2 separate regions of the Hordeum vulgare genome follow, and region 2 is linked to region 1. A link is a contact called in public Hi-C data. All regions are on one chromosome and are shown on one strand. The core of a region is the stretch at or near the end of the contact, and the rest is flanking DNA. Distances in the headings are between cores, read along the strand shown. Region 1 holds the start of LOC123430204 (protein indeterminate-domain 16). Region 2 has its middle 8.2 kb from the start of LOC123426533.

Region 1 (5,853 bases), core at 1,482-3,981:
ACACACACACATACACATACATTCAAATATCTTTATATACTACTAGGAGTGTGTACTCCCACATTCAAATATACCTATTAAACAAGCATATTATACCTCTTTATCATTCTCAATATAAATTATTAATTATTCTAATATACCTCAATACAAGTTTCACAAAAAAATATCATTGACACCATTGGTTTATACAATATATAACTTTTACATACAATAATCCAGCTTACTTGCAAATAAAATAAAATTTGTGATCTTGGATGTCATTTTTCATGAAAATCACTCTAAGGTATCCAGGAATTATTATTGAGATCTATTAAAAACAATAAAAAGGTATAAAAGATTCATCTATGTGTTTTATGTGGAGCGGGAGTACGTTACTCCCAAGAGTACACAACCATGTTCCGAATGTTTCCTATCATCGGTGGTAGTTACCCTCACGTGAGCTTTGTATGTTTTATGTAGTATTTGTCCAAACCAATAGTATGTACATATAATATGTAGTATATAAAAATATTTGGGTGATATGTATGATATTTTTGATAGTATGTACTATTTTAAGCATATTATTTTATACGTACAAATAAGAAGATGTTTTCAAAATATACAAAAAACTATGGACTCACATCTAATTTTTTGTATTATTGCTTTGAAATATATTAGATATAGTATATGAACATATTTAGAATGTTAAATTTGTATATATACTATCACATAATAGTATACGGGACATATGGGGTAACTATCCCATGATAGTAGGATGTATTTTTCCAATACACACATCCTATGAGACACATGTTTCTCTTGCAACTGTCGGCGTCCTCTATCCCTCTAATTCTCCACAAAAGTAGAGAGTTGCCGCAAGGCTAATTTTCCCTACTCTAGTTCTTTGCTGACGCTTAGCTCAGGACGGCGGAGCGCTGCCAGGCCGTCGATCTCGTATTGGTGCAATCCGTAGTGAGACCGTGTTTCGCTCTTCATTCAAGGGAATTGTGTGTTTGACGGTTCAAGGGACTTCAAGCACAATTTACACCGGTTTTTCTGTCGTTGCGACTCAAATTTTATAAATTAGATCTAACTTTGTATGCATCTTCATAGTAATCCTAAGAACTTGATTCGTATGGCAATTTTGTTTGTTTTCTACCATGTTTCCCAACAATAATCTTTTTGTATCATTTTTACATGAGAGACCAATGTGGAACCCCTCAACTCTATATAAGGGGAGATCCATGGTCATCGAGGGAAGATCCCAAGAACTTCATATCAAACTTTCAGAGACGAACTAGATATAGAAAGAAGAGAAGTGTGCTCGAGGTAGCCAGGAACCCACCCGAACACTTCCCAAATTAGCTGGGAGCACTCAACTTGAGCTTGTAATTCATTTTTGAACATCCAACAAACGCACATAAAGTAAGAGTAGGGTATTACACCTATGGGTAATCTAAACCTGGCTAACTACTTTTATCATCATTTCATAGGAAGCTGTGAGAATTTGTGAGTGTTTTAGCTCCTCGCCGAATAACAAAAGGGGTTCTCCCCGATCCCTGATCTCGACGATCACACGTTGATTACGCGTATTACCTATCGGCAGCAGGTATGACTTGATGCTTCCGCTTAAGTCCCCATGCGTGACACCTGCCGACGACAGACATGACTTGACACATCCGCAAGAGTCGGCGTGTGTAGCACCTGCCAAGCTGGATCAAACCCGGTCTGGAGTTAGAGGGAGACGTCACATACCACCGTCATCAGAGAAGACCATCACCATCTCTAGTTTCGAGCGCCGCCGTTTCGTCCACATGATCACAATACTCATTTAGGGTACGCCAACCGTCTGTCCCGCCATGTGACGGCGAGGGAAGGACGGACCGGAGGGGAGGTGTCTCCGACGGCGGCTAGGGTTTTTCCCAGACCGCCCATGGGGGCGACATGGGAGTCGGGAAGTCATGTTGTCTTGTAGCTAGTTGTGAGTCTTGTAGGTAGTTCATGTTTTTAAAGGTGACGATGGATTGAGTCAATAAGACAATAAGGATCGATGCATTGATTAAGGATCCCAATACGCAAGGCAGTAAGCAGAACTGCAAAAGGGAAAAGCGGGGATTAAGCGAAGGTCCAACGAAGAAGCCCGATTGCCTGTAGGCGAATAGTTTTTGCACCCTTCTTTTTCGATGGATCCCTTTGTTCTTTTGATTTTTACAGAGCGGACAGAGTTAGGCCTACCATAAAGGCCTCACAGGCCGAGACGCGCCCCATGAAAACTAAACATGTGCATGCACGTCGAGAATTATTGTGGCATTGCCAACCCGTAAAGCGCGAGGCATGCAGCATGTGGAACAAAAGCAGCCATGAAAGAACGTCCTGAGCTCCCTATCCCTATGCTATGCCCCATCGCAGATTTGGCCGGCGGCATCGATCCCTTCCCTTCCCTTTCTTCCTTGAGCGGCGTCTAGTAGAGTACCTTGTACTCCTACTCGTATCGCCGTACGCATGCACGGGCAAAGCGGAAGAAGAAAAAACTGAATTACGTCCACGAGATACATACAAGAGATTTTGCAGAGACAGGGCTGCATCGACGAGAGATGTGGTGCATTTCCTTGTGGTCCGCACAAACCAGCAGCTGCTGCGGCCTGAAACCAAGGAGGGGTACGTCCTCGTGGCACGGACACACATATGTCCCCCCCATGCGCAGACTGTACAAAGGCACACTGCCTAGTGCTGCAGATGACGCCAGGGGCGTTCCGGTAAAAGCGCACGCTAGCTAGATGCTCCTTGCTTTCGCCCGCTCGCTCGCTCGATCGGAAGATGTATAAACACCCATATATAGTAATCCTATACGCAGCGTAACGCATAACGCCTCCTAACTAAGCTAGGCTAACAAGCCAGAGCGCAACGCGAGCAAGCAAGAGATATACCTACCTGACTGCTTGGTCTCGATCTTCCATGGATGAGCAAGGGGAGAGGGGGCTCCAGCTGCTGCTCCCCGCAGCCGCTGCTCGAGTGATCCGGGATGCGCCGGTTAGCGCCGGCAGCGACCACCAGCAGCTGGACCTGGACCTGTCCATGAGCATTGGGCCGAGGCAGCAGCAGCTGCTGCAGCTGCCACGGCCGGCGCCGCCGACTCCACCGGCTAACGAGAGCAGGAGGGTGGCGGCGACCGTGGCCGCCAGCGCTGCGAGGCAGCTGCAGCAGCAGCAGCAGCAGGTGACGGTGGACGTCCGCGCCGTGAAGCAGCAGACGGCGGAGCAGGCGCGGATGGCGTCGGCGGAGCGCGCCTACGCGGAGCGCGTCCGGGAGCTGGCGAAGCGGGAGCTGGAGCTCGCCGAGAGGGAGTTCGCGCGCGCGAGGATGATCTGGGAGCGCGCCCGCGAGGAGGTGGAGCGGGTGGAGCGGATGAAGCAGATCGCCGCCAGGCGGCTCGGCTCCGCCGCCTCCGCCGCCGCGCTCGAGATCACCTGCCACGCCTGCATGCAGCGCTTCCATCCTTGACTAGGTTGGTCGGCCAACTGCACCGACATGGTCGGAGATCGATGCTTGCTGGTCGCCATTGCTAGCTGTAACTCTCTCTCTCTCTCTCTCTCTCGTAGCTCCTGTGTTGTGAGTGCCAGTCACGTTCTGTATGAGACGATAATCACCTGGTTGATGCATGCATCAAGGAAACGGTTATTCCTCTTTACTCCATCGGGTGTACATGCATGCTTAATTAGTTCTTTAATATTATGGAATGAGGGCGCATGCTTAATTGCAGCAGCCTGCCTTAAAGAAACAAGGGAGTAAACAACTGATCAGTTCAGAAACCAAACTAATTGTAGTAAATTAAAGAGTATATTTCTCTCTTTGCTAGACAGAGGCTGGACGGATCCCTCTGTACTGTTGAGCTAGTGCGGTGACAGCAGTACGTCTGACAAAAAATTAATATTGGCCATCAAGTTTGGATGATTTCAGCTCCTTTTGGCCATGCTAGTGGACTGCCTGCCCTAGATGAACAAGGAAGATCAGGCAAGAAGCCAGATTTCATCCTAGTCAGCATGCTAAGTTGCAAACTGGTCTCAGTCACCTTAAATTGTTCACTGCGTATATGGCTTCTCATAATGGCTGAACAGTGGGGAGAAAAGCAGAATGATGCCATACACTGACTGCAGTTGTGTTTGTTGAGTTATGTTTGTTTATGTCAGCAAAACGCAAGCTGACGCGCTTTTGACACCAATATATACGTATACATATACATGTGTATATACAGATACAGGTGTGCAGGCGACCAGGTAGCCTGCCCGAACAGTGCCAGGTAAAGGATGGGAGCTGCAGACCGCTGCAGGGATTGTACCCTGCCTGCACAGGCGACGCCGTTCAGTCATCGTCATCGATCCGGAAAATACGGTGACCACGACGGATGAGCCCCATTGTTTCTGAATGAAATAAAAGTGCCGTAAATTTCTGTGCGAATGCAGATGGGGGTGCAGGCAGTGGTAGCCAGCAAATTGCCTGGGTCGAAAAAATCATACGAATTCTTGTTGGAGTCAGGATCGTGTGCTGACTTTGATATTTTATCATCATCTTAACCTTTGCATTTCCCGTGGTCTGCTCCCTCACCTTGGTCGACTATGGATCAGCTTGCGGCATGTGATGCAACCGTTACGATGTTTCACGGATGACTGACTGTAAGCCAGTGACATTCTATTTTTTACAAAGGAGGAAAATCATCATCATCGTTGGCATTTCTCTTGCTTGTAAGACTAATTTAATTTGCACATGAGAATAGAGCACTGAACTAGCTAGCTGGCTAGGTGCGTACTTGAATCTCTCAGCTGTCATCGTAGGTCATCCACCATGAGCCCATCTTCTCCCTGGACCAAGCAACTCCCAGGCATTGACACATATAGGGAGCACCAGACAAAAGTTACCGGTGTTCATTGTACAGGCTCCCTACAAGCCAGGGATACAAACTTTTTTCAGAAGGTAACGTCAGGAAAACATCATGATGCTACTGTAAAATCACATCCATGTTACATTTCTCTTGCCACTTTTTCACCCCGGCTGGCCATCTTTTCTCTACAAAGATTGCTGAATCATTATACCCCAGGCATGACAACATTATTGCCCATATCACTGATGCAGTGCAAGTTTCTCATCCAAGCTAACTATATCATCGATCTAACAAAATTGCTAACTACTCCCTCCGTTCCTAAATATAAGTCTTTGTAGAGATTTCACCAGTGGACTACATACAGATGTATATAGACATACTTTAGAGTGTACATTCAATCATTTTGCTCCGTATGTAGACATCTAGTGAAATCGTTTAAAAGACTTATATTTAGGAACGGAGGGAGTAGTACGTAGTATATTATAGAACAAGACAGTCTACAACACTCCATAGTAGAATTTTTTCATTTCATTAAGAACTCCCCTATTAATAAAAGAAAAGGGGTTAATTGGATAAATGGCACACAAATTCTGGCTGCAATTTACAAACTTTGAAAAGTACCACTGCAATTTTTTACAAACTTTGAAAAACGTCAATGTAGACTTTGAAAAATGCCTCTCGAAATGGCATTTTTCAAAGTTTGAAAATTGCAGTAGCATTTCTCGGAATCGCCAGAATTCTGGTGGCATTTATCAAACTAACCCAAAGAAAAGTCCCATGTAAAAGCCCCTAAACCATCGTTGTTGTTCCACCCCCAACTATGAGAAATGTTTATAGTAAATCCTGCACTTTTACAACCATTTATTACTGTGATCCTAGCCTGATTTGAATAATTATTTTATAATTTTTTGGTACTGGATCTCCCTTAGTAAGACCGTTCCACCAAATGCGGGACGACAGGCGAGGCGATCTGGACGTCGTCGTCCGGCCGCCTCCTG
Region 2 (5,853 bases), core at 2,136-4,635, 420 kb before region 1:
GCCGAGAGGTACAGTTGTGAATCACGCGAAAACAAATCTGTGTCTCATGGAAAAAACATGTTTTTTCATTTTACGAGAAACACAGTTGTGTCTCTCATGACTCACGTAAGTAAACATGTGCCTTCAGGAGAGGCAAATATGTGTCTCTCGTGAAAGAAAAAACACCTTTTTCGTGCATCTTTTTGTAGTTGTTTTCATATCCTAGGGAAAACTGGACGAAAGCCGACGCCCCTGAAATATCCATCTAAAACCTAAAAACACGTGCAGAAAAAAAAATTCCCGAATGAGTGCCACGCAACACATGGCAACGACAGAAAGCGCGCCAAATAATGCTTTCTCAGCCCATAAAAAATGACCCTTAAGGGACTCCCGCAAGGTGTACCCCTTAGCTAGTTGCTCTCCATTCTGTGTCACAAATCCTATTTGACATGTGAAATTGTTGGCACAATGCACAAGTCCACTTTGAGCGATGAGAAATGGGCCATCCCACTTTGGGTCTTTTACACTAGCAACCACCCTGGTTTCACAAACATCATATGTTCTAATTCTTTTGTGAATTAAATGTATATAGATATATTTTAGTGTGTCCATTCACTCGTTTTAGTCCGTGTGTACTTCATATTAAAATATCTAAACCATCTTTTATGTGCAAATGTAGGTAGTATTTTCTATACTAGATTTTAACTTTTTTTGTTTAATTTTTATTTTTTCAAATAAGATATTGGGAAATTTCAAAAATTCACTATCTTTTTCTGAAATACTCAAATTTTTAGAAAATTTCAAATTTTGCAAATATTTTCATGTTTTTGAAAAATTATATCTTTTGAAAAAATGTCCATATTTTAAAAAATATGATTTCAAAGTGTTCATGTTTTCAAAAAGATGTTGGAAGTTTTGAAAAAGTTGTTCCAATTTTAAAAATATATTCAGAATTGTGAAAAAATGATCACCTAAAAAATGTCAAGAATTTCAAAATATTGGAATATTCATAAAATGTTTATTTTTTCAGTAAAGTTTGTTTTCTCAAAACAAATTAGTAAATGATTGTTAAGTTATTTATCTAAAGTGAGTGTAATGCATGTTGTCAAGTTTAAAGGCCTAGACCACATGATCCAAAGACCTACAGAGGTAACACATACTATTCTACGAATCCGTGACCTGCATGTTATAATTTTTGGTATCTATGAGGAGCGAGGATAATAGGAATCCACGACATGTAAAGCGTTAGTCCGATCTCAGAACGCTAATTGTAGAACAATAGAGGAGCACAATCCCTAGATGGAGGAGTTCGACTGTTCAAGAATGAACCGTCTATTGAACATATAATCAAAGAGGTAGAATGACGTAAAAGGTAACTAGAATTACTGCACATATGATGTATACCATGTCTATTGAACATATAATCAAAGAGGTAGAATGACGTAAAAGGAAACTAGAATTACCGCACATATGATGTATACCATGATGTGAGTTTCCCCTTGTCGAACCTCTCTATTGCAAACAAAACGATAGTTTACTTTCAGTGCTTTGCTTTTATGCTCTTTACTTTGTTCCAATTTCTACTTACTTTGTTTTCCATCGATGGAAGCAGCTCCGATGGATCGAACGTCGATGTGGAAGAGGTGGCCCTCTGCATCGCATTGCACCGATCGCTGCAAGATCAAGGCGGCCCCGCTGATGGTCGATCTGCAGCCTTCGGGCCCATCGCATGCCAACGGAGCGCCGACGGCGGTGGATCTGCATCCTCCGGGTCCGTCACATGTTGACGGAGCGTCGTCAACGTCGCAGGCCCATCCCACGAGGCGCGAAGCTTCGGTTGCTCCCGCTTCGGGAGGTCCGCTCCAGGTCATGTACGTCGCTCACCTCCACCACCTTATGCTCCGGAAGCTATGCCTGGCCAACACTAGGTCCTCGTGCCAGCGTCGGGGACGGGGCGCACGAGGACGCTGAAATCCGAGGCGCGTGCAGCCCGTCGCGAGCGGCAACAGGCTAGGGAGAGGGGGGAGGCGCTGGCCGCGCGGCGTTCGACCTCGAGCGTGCTGGTCGACCCCGAGGACCCGCTCATCGTGGGCGTCCTTCTTAGCTTGCTGATGACGATGGAGATGGATGCGCGTTGCCTCCGTCGCGAGAATGCCGAGGCGCTTCGACTGACCATCCAGTTATCGGAGCGCGAGGCAGCAAAGGAGGCGGCGGCGAAGGCGAAAGCAACCCACCACACGAAGGAGCAGGACTACCTCCTCCGCAGGTTGTCCGACATGCGGTGGAGCTCCGACGAGGACGACAGCGACATCTCCACCATGTCCGACTCCGATGACGATGATGACGCTTCACCGCACGCTGAGCCTACACGGAGGAGGGGCACAACAGCATGGATGACCGGAAGGGGAAGGCGGCGGCGAGGAAATGGTGATTTCCTTCGTTTTGTTCGTATTTTAATTATGCTTAAGTAGTTTATAGTATAAATTTGCCGATGAACTCCAATGAACTATGATCCTTTTGTTCGGTGAAGCAATCTCATTCGATGAAAGCTGTTGATCTCTTGTTTTACGTAGCGTTGCATGTATTTATATAGATATGAGGGTTCGGATATGAAGAATGCATACGTGAAAAGTAAAAAATAAAGCGCGTCCGGTCAGTGTGTGGGCGTTTGAGGGGTCATATTTGAGGGGCGCTCTCGTTAACATTTTGAATAAGTTGTTCCATCAAATAATGTATAGCCCTGCGACTGCAGTTCATCCGGAGCGGACTGCCCAATGCGATGTATGACGAAGCCATATTTGACAGATTCTACTAGCCATGGACAGTTCTAGCTAGGATGAGAGATCCACGAAAAGCCTCAGACACTGCAAGGTCAGTCACTCCCAATCCTTTTGTATGACACGAGTAACCTGAACCCCTCAAACATTGACAACACATCACCGTGCACACGAACCTATACAGAAATTTTGATGTGCATGTTCCCAAAGCGGTGCCTTTGAAGCAGTGATTTCCCTGAAAGGGGCAAAAGCAAATGGAGAGGTGAAAGGAAAAGGGTAGGAAGTAAACAGTCCAAGATGGAAGTGGGCAAACTCCTTTTTGGCTTAAGAGGTCGATCATGCGGGCATGGTGGCCAAAGCCTCTCCTTCTCTTCTAGGGTTCTTGAAGATAGTTGATACTGCCATCATCCATAGATCATTGCCCTAAAGGAGTTAGTCTTTGTTGTCCCCAGCTCACACCACATGTATTATTCCTCGAGAAGTTGATGATCAGATAGTAAGCATTATCCTTCGGATTTGGAGCAGTAGTTGTATTTTTCTGTAGTATTAGTTGTTAGTGGAGAGCACAAGGACCCCAAAAGGCTGACCCAAGGTAGAGTTCACATTACATGCATGCATACATGGTGGGCAGCCTCTGCCTCTGCCTCTGCCCTCCCTGACATGCTCCATGTCTCCCAGCCTTTTTCTCCCGCATAAAGCAAACCCACATACTCCAAGTAACACTTGGATGCACTTGTTGGATCTTGTGCAATCCTTTTCTTGTTTACACTTTGCTAATTTCTCTCTTTTTTACCATGACGCAGGCAGTGAAAGCTACTGCATAAAAGTCTTATTTTGCATCGGAAAGTCAATTTGGCTCGGGTGGCATATGCTCCCGGGGCCATAAATAAATAAATTTGAAATGAAAAAAATCAAGACAAAATTTATTTATGTATTTAGTCACATTCAAATGCTATCTGTAAATTTTAAGGTAAAAAGGGTTAAACATATTGTCCCATGCAAACAAAAATTTAAACATCAAATGTTATTTTAAAATGTATTCCAAATTTGTTTTTTTGCTGACAAAACACTGCCGCTCCTTTTCGCAGAAAAATTATGATGCATGTTTATAATAGTAATACAATCATGTATAAAAATATCTAGATTTTTTTGAAAACAGTTAATGTTTTTTTGCGCTATTGTTCACCCGGGAGCAGGAGCCAAAACGCTAGCCCTCATTTTGCATTCTACTCCTAGGACAACTTGAAGCGTGTGACTCAAAGTGACCTGTTTTTTTTTCTGTTTGGATCGGCGTGTCCGTCTTCTTTTACAAATGAATCAGCTATGTGTCCAATGGAGCGACTATTTTTTCGTCCGCGCGTACTTTTTTATGTAAAAAAGACCTGCGGTCACAGATCATGCGAGCCAACGCCAAGAGTTCATGCCGGTGATATGCCAGCGGCCGGCATACATATTCCAACCTTCAAAAAAGTCTGCAGCTTTCATGGTGAACACACTTGCTAGCAACCGACACACATGCCGACCCATAAAATGAGAATATAGTTCGCCCACACCATCTCGGCCGTGGTCATGCCATGGATCACTTGTCATCAACGTTGAGCATGTCAGCCTACATCTTCTCAAGCCAAGACCGCTTCCCCGGAGAGATCGTGCTCAAGTCCATCTTCATGATATTTACCCTCTTCGTCATGCAAGCGAGCCGAACTTCTCTTGCTCTGGTGGCTGCTTTGGTGGCCTCGGTCTCTAACATCTTCGCTTGCTTATCTGCCGCCAACGTGAGCTTCTTATTTTGTATGTCAATGAAGGCCCTAATTTGCTCCTCCTTGTCTTGCCGACGCTTCTCCTCTCTTGAATCCTTGTTGGAGATCATACCTTGCAAAGTAGCTTGCAAGGTAAGGGATAGCGCCCGCGCTTGTTCTCTTTCTTGGAGTTGGTCTTCCCCCACGGACGCGACTTCTCTCCCTCATCATGCTCCTCAATGGCTGGATTTCCCCCTACACGACTTGATGGTAGCGTATTGCGTTTTGAACTTCTCTTCTCCATGAATGATCATCCAACAATGAGTGAGGTTGAAAGACTTGCCCTCATATTGGACCTTGAATGCTTCCAAAGCTTTGAAGACCTACAAATGGACAAGCAACATTATGGACGAGCGAGCTATGGGACAATCAAATAAGCAAGCATGTCGGCATACCATGTCTTTGATGCCGATGCCACTCACGGGACGGGCCTCGATGCTCTCAAGGGTGGAACAAAACTTGTTGCATTCTTGTTGTATCACCCTCCAACGCTTGCCGAGCGAGACCCACCCACGCTCTATCTCAATATGGTACGGTTTAAACTTCTTGCGCTCGTGGAACTCGCGATGCACTCTTTACCAAAGTGTCGAAGCCTCTTGCTCGGAGCCTATCTTGGGGTCTTAACCAATGTCGCTCCAACATTTACAAAGGAGTTTGTCCTCATCCTTTATGCATGCTTTGGTCCGCTTGCTCTTCCGCTTCTGCTTTGCATTGGGTTGGCAGGGAGCTCTTCCTCGAACAATGGCTCTCCATCGATGTCCACTTCACCATCCTCTTCGTCTAGGTCACGGTATTCTGGGAACCCATGATCTAGTGGGAAAGAGCTGCCCAAGCCGAGTTGGTTCTTCATGAGGGGTGATGACCCACAAGTATAGGGGATCAATCGTAGTCCTTTCGATAAGTAAGACTGTCGAACGCAACGAGGAGCAGAAGGCTATGATAAGCAGATTTCAGCAAGGTAATAACTGCAAGCACTGAAAGTAGCGGTAACAAGTGATTGTGTAGCGAGGCGAAACGTAGCGAGCAAAAAGTAACAAGTAACAAGTAGTAGAAACGGTGCAACAAGTGGCCCAATCCCTTTTGTAGCAAGGGACAAGCCTGAACAAAGTCTTATAGGAGGAAAAACGCTCCCGAGGACACACGGGAATTTCTGTCATGCTAGTTTCATCATGTTCATATGATTCGCGTTCGTTACTTTGATAGTTTGATATGTGGGTGAACCGGCGCTTGGGTACTGCCTTACTTGGACAAGCATCCCACTTATGATTAACCTCTCTCGCAAGCATCCGCAACTACAG

The links. A called contact is a pair of places that touch in the nucleus more often than the background predicts.
Region 2: a Hi-C map of seedling shows a contact between it and region 1, with 4 times the contacts expected there. The contact joins the enhancer-like site here to the promoter of LOC123430204 in region 1. A contact is called at or near these places in 1 of 6 Hi-C or Micro-C datasets (seedling) and 1 of 1 datasets of contacts at active chromatin or transcription factors (embryo).

Annotation. Positions count from the first base shown.
Region 1 is chr2H:431,590,649-431,596,501 of MorexV3_pseudomolecules_assembly, reverse strand. It overlaps LOC123430204 (protein indeterminate-domain 16), which reads left to right and starts at 2,731. Exons shown (of 1, transcript XM_045114092.1): 1 at 2,731-3,667. The coding sequence starts at 2,935. The coding sequence ends at 3,480.
Region 2 is chr2H:432,010,908-432,016,760 of MorexV3_pseudomolecules_assembly, reverse strand. No RefSeq gene overlaps it. Among protein-coding and RNA genes, the nearest start is that of LOC123426533, 8.2 kb to the left of the region's middle. Within about 2 kb of position 3,385, at least 1 of the 3 cell types and tissues checked has open chromatin away from gene starts, as enhancers often do. A contact at or near this core is called in seedling, where this site is marked.